2 separate regions of the Hordeum vulgare genome follow, and region 2 is linked to region 1. The links are chromatin contacts, called in public Hi-C maps. All regions are on one chromosome and are shown on one strand. Each heading gives the region's core, a stretch centred on a gene start, on an enhancer-like site or on the middle of the called end of the contact. The rest is flanking DNA. Distances are from core to core; before and after follow the strand shown. Region 1 holds the start of LOC123437019 (protein NRT1/ PTR FAMILY 8.3-like). Region 2 holds the start of LOC123437081 (ADP-ribosylation factor-like).

Region 1 (7,332 bases), core at 2,103-4,602:
ATGGAGTTCAGGTAGTAACCAAGCGACATCGCCAGGAACGAGAATGCGGAGCATAGGCTCCGCATCGACATGGGGGCTTCCGAGTAGAAGAACTCGAGCTGGGCTATGCCGCAGAACACGTCAGAGCAGGCGATGAGCATGAACTGGGGGAGCTGCCACGCTATGCTCAGGTTGTGGCCGGCCCCGACGCTGCGCAGCCTCCACATCTCAACCAGTGCCGCCGCGGCCAGCGCCGGGACCGCTAGGAACCGGCCGACGCCCATCCGCTGCAGCTGCGTGAGCCCAGCGACGTTTCCAGTGTATCGCCTGGCTATTGGGATCACAATGCTGTCCTGGATCACGACGAAGATCATCATGAAGACCACCGAGGCCGAGTTCATGGAAGCAGGAGGGACAGAGAAGGATCCGATCTTTGTGTTCATTTTGTTCCCCTGTTGGATGAAAGTGGTGGCTGTTTGGCACATCGATGCTGCATAGAACACGCTGGTGAACCATATTGGAAGCATCCGGACAAGGATCTTCACTTCCTCCACCTGAGTTACAGTGCATAGCATCCATGGACGCCCGGAAAGGCTCTCCTTTATCTCTTGGTCACCTAACACCACAGCAGCCTTATCTAAGCACCTGAAAGAATTCAAATGTCAAAGTGCAGCTAAAAGGTAACAAAGCACCTGAAAGAATTCAAATGTCAAAGTGCAGAATACATATTGACCTAAAAGGTAACAAAAATGACTCAAATTGCACACAATCTTTACCACGACTCCATGATTATAACTAACACGCTACACGTTACGGAAACTGAAGTTGTAGTATTAGACTGTACTACACATGCAAAAAAGTTCTAATGTAGTTTTTTATGCGAAAAGGAGGGTAACGCCCGGCCTCTGCATCATTGTGATGCACACAGCCACCAAAAAAATCTAATTTGATCATTATATAACATAACATGACTGACATCCACAATGTTGCGAAAGACAATTTAATTCAATCTGGTAGATGAGATGGTGCTAATTAGGACTGGTATGTTTCATGACAAATTGTTCTGACTAATTACAATCGGAGGTTATGGTTCACGAAGAGTACAATATAAGGGCCAATTGAGCTTTACTCCTCTTTGAGGTTCACGTGAACAAATCAAGGCCACATGTCAATGTAACCTTTGATACAAATATCACATTTTCTAATAGCTCTAACATCATTCTTTATAAGAAAACGAACATAAAAGCCATTACTAATTTCATAAATTTTGTTGACCCTATTTTCGTTGAAAATGTTAAGGGCGATTCCAGATGTCTATTTGCAGCTAGTGGGGAATTCTAGAAAACATGTGAGGTAAGTTCTTTTGTTAAATAGACAATTTTAAGCTAACTTTGTCCCGCTATACTAGCAGCCTTGGACTCCATCATGTCAAGAACATACCTGAATCCTTCAGTATGTGCCAATTTGTTTGGTGCTTCATTGGTTAAATCAGCATCATTCCCATCAAACAATATTGAGCTATCAGCAGGAACCTCTACTTTTCTCTTTTTAAATGACGCGACAAACACCGCTACAAGACTTTTCAGTGGGCTTCCGGTAGGAAGTTGAACCCTGTAGATTGGTGTTCCTGCCAAGAAGGCAACTGTGGCAATAATGATGCATACCGATGAGATGCCGAATCCAAGAGACCAAGCAACATTTTGCTGTATCCATACAACAACGGTCCCCGAGATGAAGACACCAAGGTTAATGGCAATGAAGAACCAGCTAAAGAACGCTTGCTTCTTTTTACTCTGTTCAAGGTTTGAATCATCATACTGATCAGCCCCAAGGGGGAGCAAAGCTGATTTAACCCCTCCGGTCCCAATCGAGACAAGGTATAGTGAAGCAAACAAGACAAAATACTGAAACCCTGTGGCAGGAGGGCATGAATTTCCTTCACACGGGGCAGGTTGTAAAGATGGAATGATCGCCGAAGCAGTAATGATGAGCAACCCCTATTTGTTGACAGAAAAATTGAGGAGTTAAGAAATCACACATAATGACTGCAAGGAAATGAGCATAGAAAAGAGCAAGTGAAGTTACATAATGCATGTTCTTACAGTAAGATAAAATATTATGGAGATAGCCACGGTCTTGTACTTCCCCCAGTATGTATCAGCAAGAAATGCTCCGAGGACGGGCATGAGGAACGTGGTGCCGTTCCATGTATCAACATTCGCAGCATTTGAAGCAGTGGTTCCATGAAGGACCTTCCCAAGATATACTACCAAGTTGAGGGCAATACCAGCGTATGCAATGCTCTCCAAGAACTCAAATGCTACAGTGCAAACCAGTGTTAATTTGTTTTCAACATAAGGAAAAAAAAAAACATAGTACTGTAGTAGGCATGTTTGCATCGATGAGACTGGTCAGGAATGTGAGGAGCTGACCCAAGATAATAGCAGGAGCTTTCCAGTTGAAGGGTTTGCAGTTGTAATTTGCCGAGGAAACCTGTATGCATGGAGAAACAGATGAAGCAAGTTAAAGGTGACCCGATTGTGGACTTGAAACAAGGAAGAAAAAAAACGTAAGGTGGGATTTGGATGCAGAGCGGTAGCAAGCGTCAGTGCAGACGGGTAGTAGCAAGCAGGATCGCAAATCTAAGGTGGAACTCGGATGTAACTGAGCCGAGATCGAAATGCGCGCGCTGCTTGCTGCTACAAGCAGGCGAGCGGCGGAGAGATCCAGCAGGATGAGCGCCGTGTACTTATATACAGTCTACAATGAGAGTACTAGTGTATGTACTACCAAAATTGACCATCACCAACCCTATCCGACAAACCCGGAGCGGAATCTGAGTCCCGTAGAGGCGTGGCCATGAGTCCGAAGGGTCTGATCTCAAATCCTCAACCTCTTGCTGCTTGCGAGGCGAGAGATGCTAGTTGCAGCAGTAGAAGAAGAGGCAGTCCCTATCTGATAGAGCCGCCGAGCCAGAGCAGAGAAATAAATGGTTGGCGAGCAGAAGCGGGCGGGCAGGCAGGCGTTTTCGGGAATGGGCTTTTCCGGTAGGCAAGGCGGGTTTACCTGGTTGGAGTTGCGCTGGTGGGAGAGGAGGGGCGCCTCTCCGGCCTCAGCGTCCATGGCGCGCCGCTGCTGCCCGTGGGTGCCGGCGGAGGCTGGCCGGAGCTGTTTGGTGCTCGTCCTTGCACGTAGCCGCCAGTACCGACGACCTTTATTTCTTCTCTACTCCGCACCAAATAGTACTGTTGAGCAATGAGTATTGCTCTATTTTGATGTCAGAAAGAAAAAAGAGCATTACTCTATTTCGGAAGGGGGCATCCCCATCCCGCTCGCTCTCATCGAGCTGTGGCTCCATTATTAAGAGTCGGTGTGCGTCGTGTTTAGCGCGGGTCGCGTGCTCTAGTATTTCAATTGTCTCGATCGCCTTCTGTTCACATGATCCGATCCAACAAACTGCATTCATTTCCCTGTGTCCTTGAGCTCAAGTATGCAACTGTAGGCGAAATAAATAAATAAAGTATATGCAACTGTAGGCAGTGAGACCGGATCTTCCCTGATTCGGTGATTCCCGGCCGTAGCAGTAGCAGTAGCGCGGGAGACTTTCTTCCGCTTGTGCTAAGCGTGCCCTTTCTTTATCCCTGATGAGGAAAAGTCAGCAACTGTAGGCAGTGAGACCGGATCTTCCCTGATTCAGTGCAGACCTGGCCAAACGTGCCGGCACGGCCCGTTGTAATCGGGCCGTGTTGTGTCGTGGGCTGCGACTACAGAACTAGGTACGGCCCGGTTATTAAACGGATCGGTGTTTTGGTCGGATTAACACGTTGGGCCGTATTTTTTTAGCTTTATGGGTTTATTTTTAGGTCTATTGAATCATATTTTTTATATATATTAAAAAAATCTAAAAATGTATATAAAAAAATAAACGAATCGTGTCGTGTCGGCCGGCGTGCCCAGCCTCCAGGCCCAAACACGACCCGAGGTGTGCTCCGTGCCGGGTCCAAGCACGATTAGCCCGTGCCGGGCCGGACCCGTGTCGTGTCAGGCACGCGGGCTGTCGAGCCGGCCCATTTACCCGACCCGTTTGGCCAGATCTGATTCAGTGGTTCCCTGCCGTAGCAGTAGCAGTAGCGTGAGAGACTTTTTTCCGTTTGTGTTGAGCATGTCCTTTCTTTATAGCATCTCTAACATGAGTGCGAAGTTGTGATGGACGAGCAGCTCGGTGCTCGGTATCCCACTTGTCCATCGATGTTTTGGTATTGTAAATGTGTCAGTTCATTGTCCCCTTTTGTAGGCATAGGTAGCAGCCGGCGTAGGCGATGGTTGCTTGGAACACATGAGCATCTTTAACAGTCTTTGTATATTTGGCTAGGATTATTAAAAACTGGAAATATAGCAACTTGGTCCAAAAATGTTGCTCCAACAGCCTTTGTATAAGTGATTTCTCACAAATTGTTTTACAAAGCTTGTTATATTTGCACCTACACTTATATATTTGTAAAGTGGAGAGGCACTTGCTATAATTTTTAGCAGCCCAGTTTTTGTGGTCTCCTACATCCCTTTGTTCCATTGACAAGTGGACCCCACCGCCCTCAAGATTCCTGTTGTCCTGGGCCTGGCACAGATCCCCACGTGACATTGAGAGGCTTGCTAAATTTTATAGCAATGCTGTTGGAGCAAAAAACTGTTGGGGTTGCTAAATCTTCTCTTTCCTCTTGCTATACTCAGTTTTTAGCAAGTCAGAATAGCAATGCTGTTGGAGATGCTCTAAGGCTGGTTGTAATGGAAAGTATCATATACTAATATCATGCATATGATACTCGTGTATGATATTACATCCGTAATATACAGTATCATATGTTAGTATCATAGAATAGGTCATTTATTGTCATGCATGACACATAGTAGCACAACATTTAATATGATACGATATCATGATATGATTCTATATCACCTCATCAAAATTACCTAGTTGGCATGCATGAAACTACCTATGATACTCTCATTACGACCAGTCTAAGTGAGTTCAGTAAAAAAAAGTACTTGACCTTATTATGCAGGTTGATGGGGGGGGGGGCTAGATTCCAAGCTTTTCTCAAGTCATGATTAGACACAAAGATTCTAGCTTAATAAATTACTGTATTAAAACATCCATTAGTGCACTGTTCAAACACATCTGGGTACCAAATAGAAGATGGGTACTTTGGGTATGGAGCGGTCTTATGAGCCTAATCAAATTTATTTATTTATTTGGCTAAAATTTAAATAAGAACTTGTGAAAATTTGTTGATAAATTAAATCTTAGTAACTTGCTAAATGTAGAATTTGATTCCATTATCTCAGTGAGTTGTCCTAGTTTGTTAATGTGCTTTGAAGGTCTGGCTCCAGGGAGCTCTTTATTTTATTTTTGGTTGAAGGCAAGCATGGCAAGTAGTCTTCGAATCATCCAAAACAAAACAGTGAAATGATGGCATTTGCTAATCAAATTAGAGCGATATGATTCTCTCTTTGTCCAAGTTTATTAGTCCCTTCATATGTTGCAGCAGAGTTTGGCCATATATTTAATTAGTAAATAATATTGTATGATGATATGTCATAAAATTATAATGTTGGATTTGTATTTGAAAATAGTTTCTAGTAGTTATTTTTTTGTTACATGTAACATATATTTTGTTAGTAAAAATATGATAGAAATTGATTGAAACTACAAAAAGGAAAATGTAGTAATTATTAAACAGTGTGATTACCAAAAGCCATGACACATTTTGTACTGCATACACATTTTGTGCGTATATATTTAATTAGTGTGCAAGCTACCGTTGACTCACTTCTAATTTTTCTGTTTGTCTACTCTTAGCTATTGTCTGGAACATTTGTGCGTTAATTAGAGGTTTTTATTAGCAAAAGCAAATGAGTGGCCCATGTGTGATGGGGAAAGTAAGAGTACAACTGAGGAGGGTCGCATGGGAGCTTTGCTACAACTACGGATGTTTTACATGATTTCCACGGACAAGGTTGAGATGGGTTGTTTTAATTGGTGATTAGAAGATGAGGCCGACCACACCCTGAGAATCAGGGGCAGATTAGTGAGGGGACAAGAGTTGGTATGTAACTTCCTGTAAAAACAATGTGTAAGTCTAGCATTTTTGGTCGCATGAAGTAGTATCAACTGCACAAGAGACATTTGCATGCGAGGCTAGATTCTGCACCTATCCTCCTAGTTGACCAGTCCTCAATACATGGGCTACTGAATCGATACGGGGGTGCACGCACCAAAATTACGGGGAGGGCACATATCCCAACAACATGTGAGTGGCCTCGATGTAATGTATTGAGGTGCTCGACCACCATTACAAATTTTCTCTCTAACACATCCTTTATAATCGTTCGGTCCTTATATTTTTGACAACTATACGAGTTTAGGTCGTTTTTTGACCAAAATAAACCCTGCATAGTTGTTGCGGAATGTAAACGGTTCACTCGCCCGCAAAATCGCCTCCTCGGACAATATATCTACCGCCGCATGGACGGTATACACGTCGCAACTCTTTCCCCGCCGCCACAATCCACCCCTATCCACTCGCATTTCTCATCATTGGCCACCCCTATCCACGACTTCGATGACGATGACGAGGAGGAGGAGCGCATGTGGCGCGGGATGCAAAGCGTTAGTCGCTTCGCCGGCGGTGACGAAGAGGAGGAGCGCAATCGCCGCATCGTCGTCGCCGTGGTTCGAAACGCTCCGCCCACCAGTACACCGACCGTGGCCGTGAGCCGTCGACGTCCCTCCTCCACCGCAAGACAGAGGAGTATGACCGGAGGCAGGCTCGGTGTGGGATCGATAGAAGAGGTGTCTAGAGGGGGGTGAATAGACTACTTGCATAAATTAAAATCCTAGCCTTTTTCTAATTTTAGTGGTTGGCAGATTTTAGCATTCTAACAAGTCTAGTGCACCCTACACATGTTATCAACAAATATGGCAGCGAAAAGTAAAGGCATTGCACACCTAGTAAGGAGTAGAGTTTAGGAAGATCAAATGCAAAGAACTTGACACGACGATTTTTTGCATGGTTCCTATAGGTGGCGCTATCGTACGTCCATGTTAGTGGAGATTTCAACCCACATAGAGAAACGGCTGCGAGAATCCACGAGGGCTCCACCCACAAGGGGTCCACGAAAAAGCGACTTTGTCTATTTCACCACGGCTTCCGTCCACACAGGACTAGCCTCACTCACGATGGATCTTCACGAAGTAGGTGATCTCCTTACCCTTACAAACATCTTGGTTCAACTCCACAACACGAAGTAGGAGACTCCCAAGCGACACCTAACCAATCTAGGAGGCAGCACTGT
Region 2 (7,332 bases), core at 1,752-4,251, 360 kb before region 1:
TCGCGCACAGGTTAAGTACAAATTTACACCCTGATTTCTAGCTAGCAAAGCTAGACGATGAGCTACAGTATTGCACTCCCTTCCTATCTTTCTGATAAGAAAATCATCTTGGTTCTTTAAGGGTTTGATTTGTTAAGATATTCTCCGCAACTTTTCTAAATACTTCCTCTGTTTCTAAATACTTGTTGTTGGGAGAACTACACCAGTTCTCTCTAACAATAAGTATTGTGGTACCGAGGGAGTACATCTCTTTGTATCTGCTAACTCCAGCAACAACATTACCCGACTCCAGAATAGTAGGAGCCCGAGAAATATCACTCATAATTTTCAACCCCCTACAACACAGGCCCTTTGCTTCAGCTTCTTCCACATGGATTTGAAGCAGCTAACACCACCACGTCCACAACACCAACAATCCAAGAAAAGCATCCCATATTGTTCCTATTTTAGCCTTGGCATTCTAGCTAGTCATTCCCAACAAATGAAGAAAGTAGAGTAAATACTGTGATTTCTTCAGACTAAACCACAAATATTAAGCGTGTCATGCCATCAGTAGAAACATCAGTATTTACATCCCACAATCCTAGAGTAGAACAGAATATATATGCGCCTCCAACTAAGAGGATGACCCCCTCTTCAGAAAACGCATCTCCTCTTGTGAATCATTCATACTACAACAAATCTGTCGAACACATCAAAAAGCGGCCACAGGGCAGACACAAAAAGGAAAAATGAGGGGCCAAGAAACACAGACGGTCCTTCCCTGTTACTCTTTACGCCGATGTCGAAGCTAACCGCCCTGTAGCTCGCATTTCATCCAGGGTCGTCGCTAGCCAGTCCAAGCCTTCATACAGGCCATCGCCTTTAAGAGCACAGGTACCTTGGATATGCCAGATACGATTGTTCAGGTCGTACAGACCAAGACCCTCGCATACTTCCATCGGAGTCATTGCTCCCCTCTGCATCCACAAGACATACATACACTATATGTTTAAGCATACAAACAGTGAAATAAACCACGTTATCTATGCCAAAATAAACTCTTGTCATAATGAAACTGAAAATATCAGCAAAGCTACTTCAGCCACACATAAATGCAGCATGTCCATATATGTAAACAATGTAAATCCCCTACAATCTGCAAACTCTTTAGATATGCACACAGGAAGCAGGTCCGAACGAAGTGTATTAAAGGTAGAGAATTATAATGTAGTAGTATTCTACACAAACCACACCATCTTGAATAAGTACACTATACACGCGGTACAAAAGAAACCATGACAAGCATACCATGTCTTGCTTGTTAGCAAACACCAATAATACACTGTTGAGCATAAACGGGTCATTGATTATGGCCTGCAAGAGATATCAGATTACAGTAAGTTAGAACACATATCACAAAAGATATTACCACAGAAACAGGAACGGTTCTCGATAAGAAATGCCATAAACCTGAAATTCAGCCCTGGCTCTTCCAATTCTATCCCTGTCGAGGGAATCGACCACATAGATCTGCAAGTTAACAAAAGCAACGGCGAAAGCTTATATATCAAGAAAACAGTGTCATACAACAAATCACAATGCCTCATCAATAAACCAAAAGTGAATTCTAGCATGATGCATGAAGATGAAGGTCCTGGGCTAGGTAGGGAGATGTGTACCAACATCCAGACACTTACCCTGTTTGGTTAACAATTCTACCATTTCTGTTTTTGGTGGTTCAGCAGTTAAGAGCACTAACATACGCAAAGTGGAATGAGCTCAATACTTAATATCCATAGATAAGTTAATTGACCATCTTTCCTGGTGACTACTACTGAACTTGTTCATAAATTAGACGGGCACAAAAGAGAAGCAAATAAAGAATGAAACAACTAACCAGAGGAGTATTTTCATAGCTTTTGTAATCATATGTTCCTATGCTGAATTGCTACATAAAATACAACGAAACAACATGCAAGCATATGGAATAAGAGTAATGACCAGAGCATCTGTGTTGTTGAAGTAGTGCCTCCACAAGGGCCTCAATTTCTCCTGGCCACCCACGTCCCACACAGTGAACACTACATTCTTGTACTGAACCTTCTCAACATTGAAGCCTGCAACACAAAACAGAGCGTCACACGAACGGATTTATTAGCAAAGTAGTTTAAGGGCCGTCGCGTTGAGCTGGATGAAAGTACAGTTCATGAACCCAAACATTAGTTAATAAGTTAGAGATAGGCAGGCACGTATGTTGTACCAATAGTGGGAACGGTGGAGAGTACTTCGCCAATGTGTAGCTTGTAGAGTATGGTGGTTTTACCGGCTGCATCCAACCCAAGCATCACCACCTAGCATAAGGCAACAGGCCGTTCCATTAGAATATAAGGAGCACAACGAATCAACTTGGATCTTCGTGCCCTCTGAGTATCTCTGATGATACATGGATGATATACAAGAAGCAACTAAGATGGCAAAAAAGCAGCTAGTAAGTAAAGCGAGCACCATCACATGGTTTTGATATGTAAAATCTGCTAGCTCCTCAGTTGTATGTATTCAGGATGAAAAAATCAAATCATATCGAATCATACGAAACTAAATCAAAGGAGGAGTGGATCAGGGAACGGATACATCTTACTGCAATACTACATGCCCGTACGACGATACAAGTCGGTCGATCGATCCATCCGCCCAACAAACTAATTAGGAGAACAGAGAAGAAAAGAGGGCGCACCCGCATCTCCTTGTTGCCGAAGAAGGCATCGAAGAGCTTGCGGAAGGCCTGACCCATAACCCTGGATCAGGAGAATCTGGCCGGCTGGTCGGCCGCCGAAGAGGATGAGAATGGAACGGCTAGTGGAAGGTTATGGGATGCGCGCGGGGTTCGGGGAAGGCTCGATCGTCCCCGCCCTTGCCTGCCTTCCTTCCTCTGGCCGAAGTCGGAGCCGGAGACGAGGGGGGTGAGGAGGACGAGGAGGTGGAGATGCTGAGCTCACTGGTGTTGGGGGGTGGTACCGGATTCCCAAGGGGTGATCTGGGCCGTCTACTTTTACATGGGCCCCAACGACCATGTGAGCGGGTTGCAGTTAGGTCACAGCATCTCTGGAACATCCCATATAACTTCAATCAGGTGCGTTTTTTCGGTCATTTTATGTGATGATCCAAAAATACGGCCCGAGCAGATCCGTCAAAAAAGGCCTGACCTGTAAATTGCCCATGATTCTGGTATATATGCCGGATCCGGGCTGATTTAGGGTTCGCGTCTCGTTTCCTACATCAAGCTCTGTCGCGAAACATCTCCTCCAACGAGAAATTCTTAGATCTCTAATGTCGATTTGTGCCGTGTTTAACCATCGGAAGCTGTCGGAGGTGGTGTAAGTGGGTGCCGGTTGTGGCGGCCACGGGTTTTTCGACGCGCGCGGGGGTTTGACTGCCTCAAGCGGCGCAACGACGATGAGGTTGGAAGCTCTTCCCTCTGCCCTTTGGTGCCGGAATGACACAAGGAGCAGGTGCACCGTCGCGACGCGGAGCGTTGACGTGGGAGAACTCCCGTCGCCTCGGGCGGATCTTTGATCCGGCGCTCAACCGACACCGAGACGTGAAGAAGGCTTGATGGGAGGCAAAGACCGCTGTCGTCGCAAGAGATCAAGTAGCGACCGCACGCGCCCCGGGGCTCTTGGAGGAGTTCCATCTTGCACAGACCCTCGCCGACACCCTCATGTACCACACCCTCCATGGCAACGAGCCCCCGCCACGCGAGAGCGACGAGAGCAAAGACGGGATGACGACTACGAGTAGATGCGGTTTGCTATTGTGCTTTCCGTTTATTAGTAGAATTGTTTAATTTCGTTTGTATTATGGTGTGTAGTATGATGAACTCGCTTGTGCTATGTTTGAACTCCGTGATCTATGTTTAAAGGGTGAATAACAAATTTAAATATGCGGTGTCAGTTACGGATCTATTCTGGCTATGCCTCTTGCAAAAATCGTTTTTAGGATAACGTAAATGAGTTTTGCGAGACGACCGACTGCCGGATCTGCTAGAGATATTATTAGGTTGGGTTTGAGAAACTCTAGCCGATCCACTAAAAAGCTACACAGAAGTAAAATCTAACCTATACCTAGCTGACCCCCTAAGCCGAATAGTGGAATATATGTTTTACTGTGTCTCCTATGCGGTGCTTGAATATTCTCAATCGCGAGCGCGCGGAGTAAAATTTATGGCTCCTCTCACGCCTCGCCACGCACCTTTGCCGCTTGGCTGGCGTACCTCCAAGCAACTGTCTACCGCCCCAGCCACTAGCTCTTGGCCTCCCTCGGCCCTCGCCGCTCTTCTGCTAGAGTTTGAGCTCTTCACTGACCGTTGACTTAGCCGAAATCGAGGTGAAACATCATCGTTGTCGCCATAACCAATTGGCTGAATTGCTCTCAAATATTGTTTCTTGTTAGCGATTGCCACATCTGACCGTGCTTACGCACCATTGCAGGTCATTCCCACCCTCATAACCCACGAGTATAGGGGGTCACGACAGTCCTTGCGGGTAGTATTACACCTTGACTTATTAATTCGACACAAGGGAAGCCAAAGTGTATTTATTGGTCTTAGCAGCTGAGTTGTCAATTCAACCACATCTGGGATATCTCTCCGCAACAAAGATTTTAGTAGCACAGAAAAATAGCAGTAGTAACGGTAACGACAACAATTTTGTAGTGATTGTAACAGTAGCAACAACAATAGTAACTTAGCAAGGTTCAGTATATGAAAAGCATATGCATGTGGACCAGTGATGGGTAATGATTTAGATGACATCAATCATGTAATAGTTATACACTAGAGCAACACAAAACTAGCTCTAATTCATTAATATAATGTAGGCATGTATTTCGTATATAGTCATACGTGCTTGCGATAAGAACTTGCATGGCATATTTTGTCCTACCCTCGGGGGTATAGAAACTAAGAGATATTAAGGCCTCCTTTTAATAGAGAACCGAAACAAAGCATTAACACATGGTGAATACATGATCTCCTCAAGCTACGACAATCATCGGAAAGAATCCCAATTATTGCCACATTGGCGGTTGCGGATCATAAAATGTAATAGGTGCATACAACTTGCAAGATATAATATAAACAGTTTCATATTCAGGGAAAACATAATAGGCTCAGATCTGAAACAATGACACTCGGGCCTTAGTGACAAGCATTAAGCATAGAAAAGTCGTAGTAACATCAATCTTAGAATATAATGGATACTAGGGATCAAGCCCTATCAAAATAACTCAATTACATGATCAATATCATCCAATACCATCATCGTTCAACAAGCCTGCAAAGGAATTACTCACTCCGGATGGTGAGCATCATGGAATTATTGATGGAGAGGTGTTGATGATGACGACGACGACGAACCCCCCTCCCCGGAGCCCCAAACGGACTCAAGATGAGCCCTCCCGGGGAAAAATAGGAGGTGGCGACAGCTCGGTCTCGTAAAACGCAATGAAAACTTCTCTTTGATTGTTTTCTCCATAATTGTGAACTTATAGGACCGGAATTTGGGTCGGGGGAGCCACATGGGCCCCACAAGCTAACAAGGTGTGTTGCGGGGGGTGGGCATGTCCCGTTGGGTTGTGGCCCACATACCCCCCGGACAGGTCTTCGCTCCATAATTCTTCATATATTCCAGAAAAAATCCACAAAAAGTTTCGTCCAATTCCGAAAACTTTTATTTCTGCACAAAAATAACACCAAGGTAGTTCTATTGAAAATAGTGTCCATCCAGGTTAGTTTCATTCAAATCATGCAAATTAGAGTCCAAAACAAGTGCAAAAGTGTTTGTAAATGTAGATACGTTTGAGACATATCAACTCCCCAAGCTTAACTCATTGCTTGTCCTCAAGCAATTCAGTCGATAAACTTAAAGTGGTAAAGAAAACTTTTACAAACTCTTTTGTTCTCGTTGCTATAGATATGCTTAGCTAGTGTTCAAGTTTTGAGCATAAATCATAAATAATCACATCCATGATAACAACTAGACATCATATTCATTCATGACAATACATAACCAACTAGCGAGCAATAATAAAATATCTCACATGCCAACAATTTGTCAAAACAATCATGATATAATATGATGATACGGTATCTCGCTAGCCCTTTTTCAGAATGCAAAACATAAATGCACAACACCTCTCAGATGCAAGCAGCGACTAAACATTGTAATTCAAAGTAGAAAAGATGCAGTCATGCTCACATCCAACATTAACTATACTCAATGCATAAGAATGACAATAGTGCTCTCAGGTCTGGTGATTTAGTAAGGGGGTGATGACTCAAATAAAATAAAACAACATGAAAATAGATAGAAAGGCCCTTCCTAGAGTGAAGCATTGTTTTGCACAGGTGCCATCGCTCAAGGTTTAAAATAGAGACAAAATTGTAATTTTGACTGATGTGCTTTTTGTGTCAACGTCACGACTGAGTTTTTTAATATCTTCCATGTTAAACACATTCTTGGCGGTTCCTAAGAAGAAATATAAAGTTTACTCCTATCCGCCATGTATACACAAACCATGGCTGACTGAATCCACGGGTGTGTGCCAACATATCAACTGTCCGAGGAGTTTTGTTTGATTTATTTTTGATTATGCAGGATTGTGCATCCTTTTTACCCGCCCCTCTCGTGCAATGACATGCAAATAAACACCCATCTTGAGAATAACCCGCTTAGCATGGAAGATACCGATCGCCCCATCGCTCCACGAGTGGTACAAGTGGTACGAGCACACAAAACATATATTTATTTGAATGTTTAGAGGTGGCACGTGCAAATGTACTTGGAACGACATGGTAATACCGCATATAGGTAGGTATGATGGATTCATGTGGAACAACTTGGGGTTAGGAGCTTGGATGCACAAGCAATATTCCCGCTTAGTAGAGGTGAAGGCTAGCAATAGATTGAGAAGCGACGAGCTAGAGAGTGAAAATAGTCATAATCATGCATTGCGAATTATTAACATTAAACATTAGCATGAGTAGGATATGAAAACTCTAAATTGAAATATCATGAAGGTTGCATTGGTTTTGAATCAACTACATGTTTGCACATGGGCCAAGCCAAGCCGCTCGAATTACTCATAGGGAAATACCATACTACCATACCACATCATAACCATTTTAATGCATGTTGATACATAAGATAAAATATTATCCACCCCTAACTATTTAAGCATGGCATGAGCAACTATAATATCTAATTGTCATCATAAACATGTTTACTCATGATATACTGAATCAAGATCGAATGAGATAAACATTTACAACAACGGAGAACAAGAAGAGTTCAT

Evidence for each region. A called contact is a pair of places that touch in the nucleus more often than the background predicts.
Region 2: a contact with region 1 is called in a Hi-C map of seedling, with 2.5 times the contacts expected there. The contact joins the promoter of LOC123437081 here to the promoter of LOC123437019 in region 1. A contact is called at or near these places in 1 of 6 Hi-C or Micro-C datasets (seedling) and 1 of 1 datasets of contacts at active chromatin or transcription factors (embryo).

Annotation. Positions count from the first base shown.
Region 1 is chr1H:359,982,686-359,990,017 of MorexV3_pseudomolecules_assembly, reverse strand. LOC123437019 (protein NRT1/ PTR FAMILY 8.3-like) reads right to left here and starts at 3,352. Exons shown (of 6, transcript XM_045115677.1): 1 at 3,281-3,352; 2 at 3,046-3,204; 3 at 2,412-2,472; 4 at 2,082-2,299; 5 at 1,420-1,976; 6 at 1-624. The coding sequence starts at 3,337.
Region 2 is chr1H:360,341,173-360,348,504 of MorexV3_pseudomolecules_assembly, reverse strand. LOC123437081 (ADP-ribosylation factor-like) reads right to left here and starts at 3,001. Exons shown (of 6, transcript XM_045115683.1): 1 at 2,717-3,001; 2 at 2,243-2,333; 3 at 1,984-2,099; 4 at 1,453-1,512; 5 at 1,291-1,356; 6 at 492-959. The coding sequence starts at 2,773. The coding sequence ends at 774.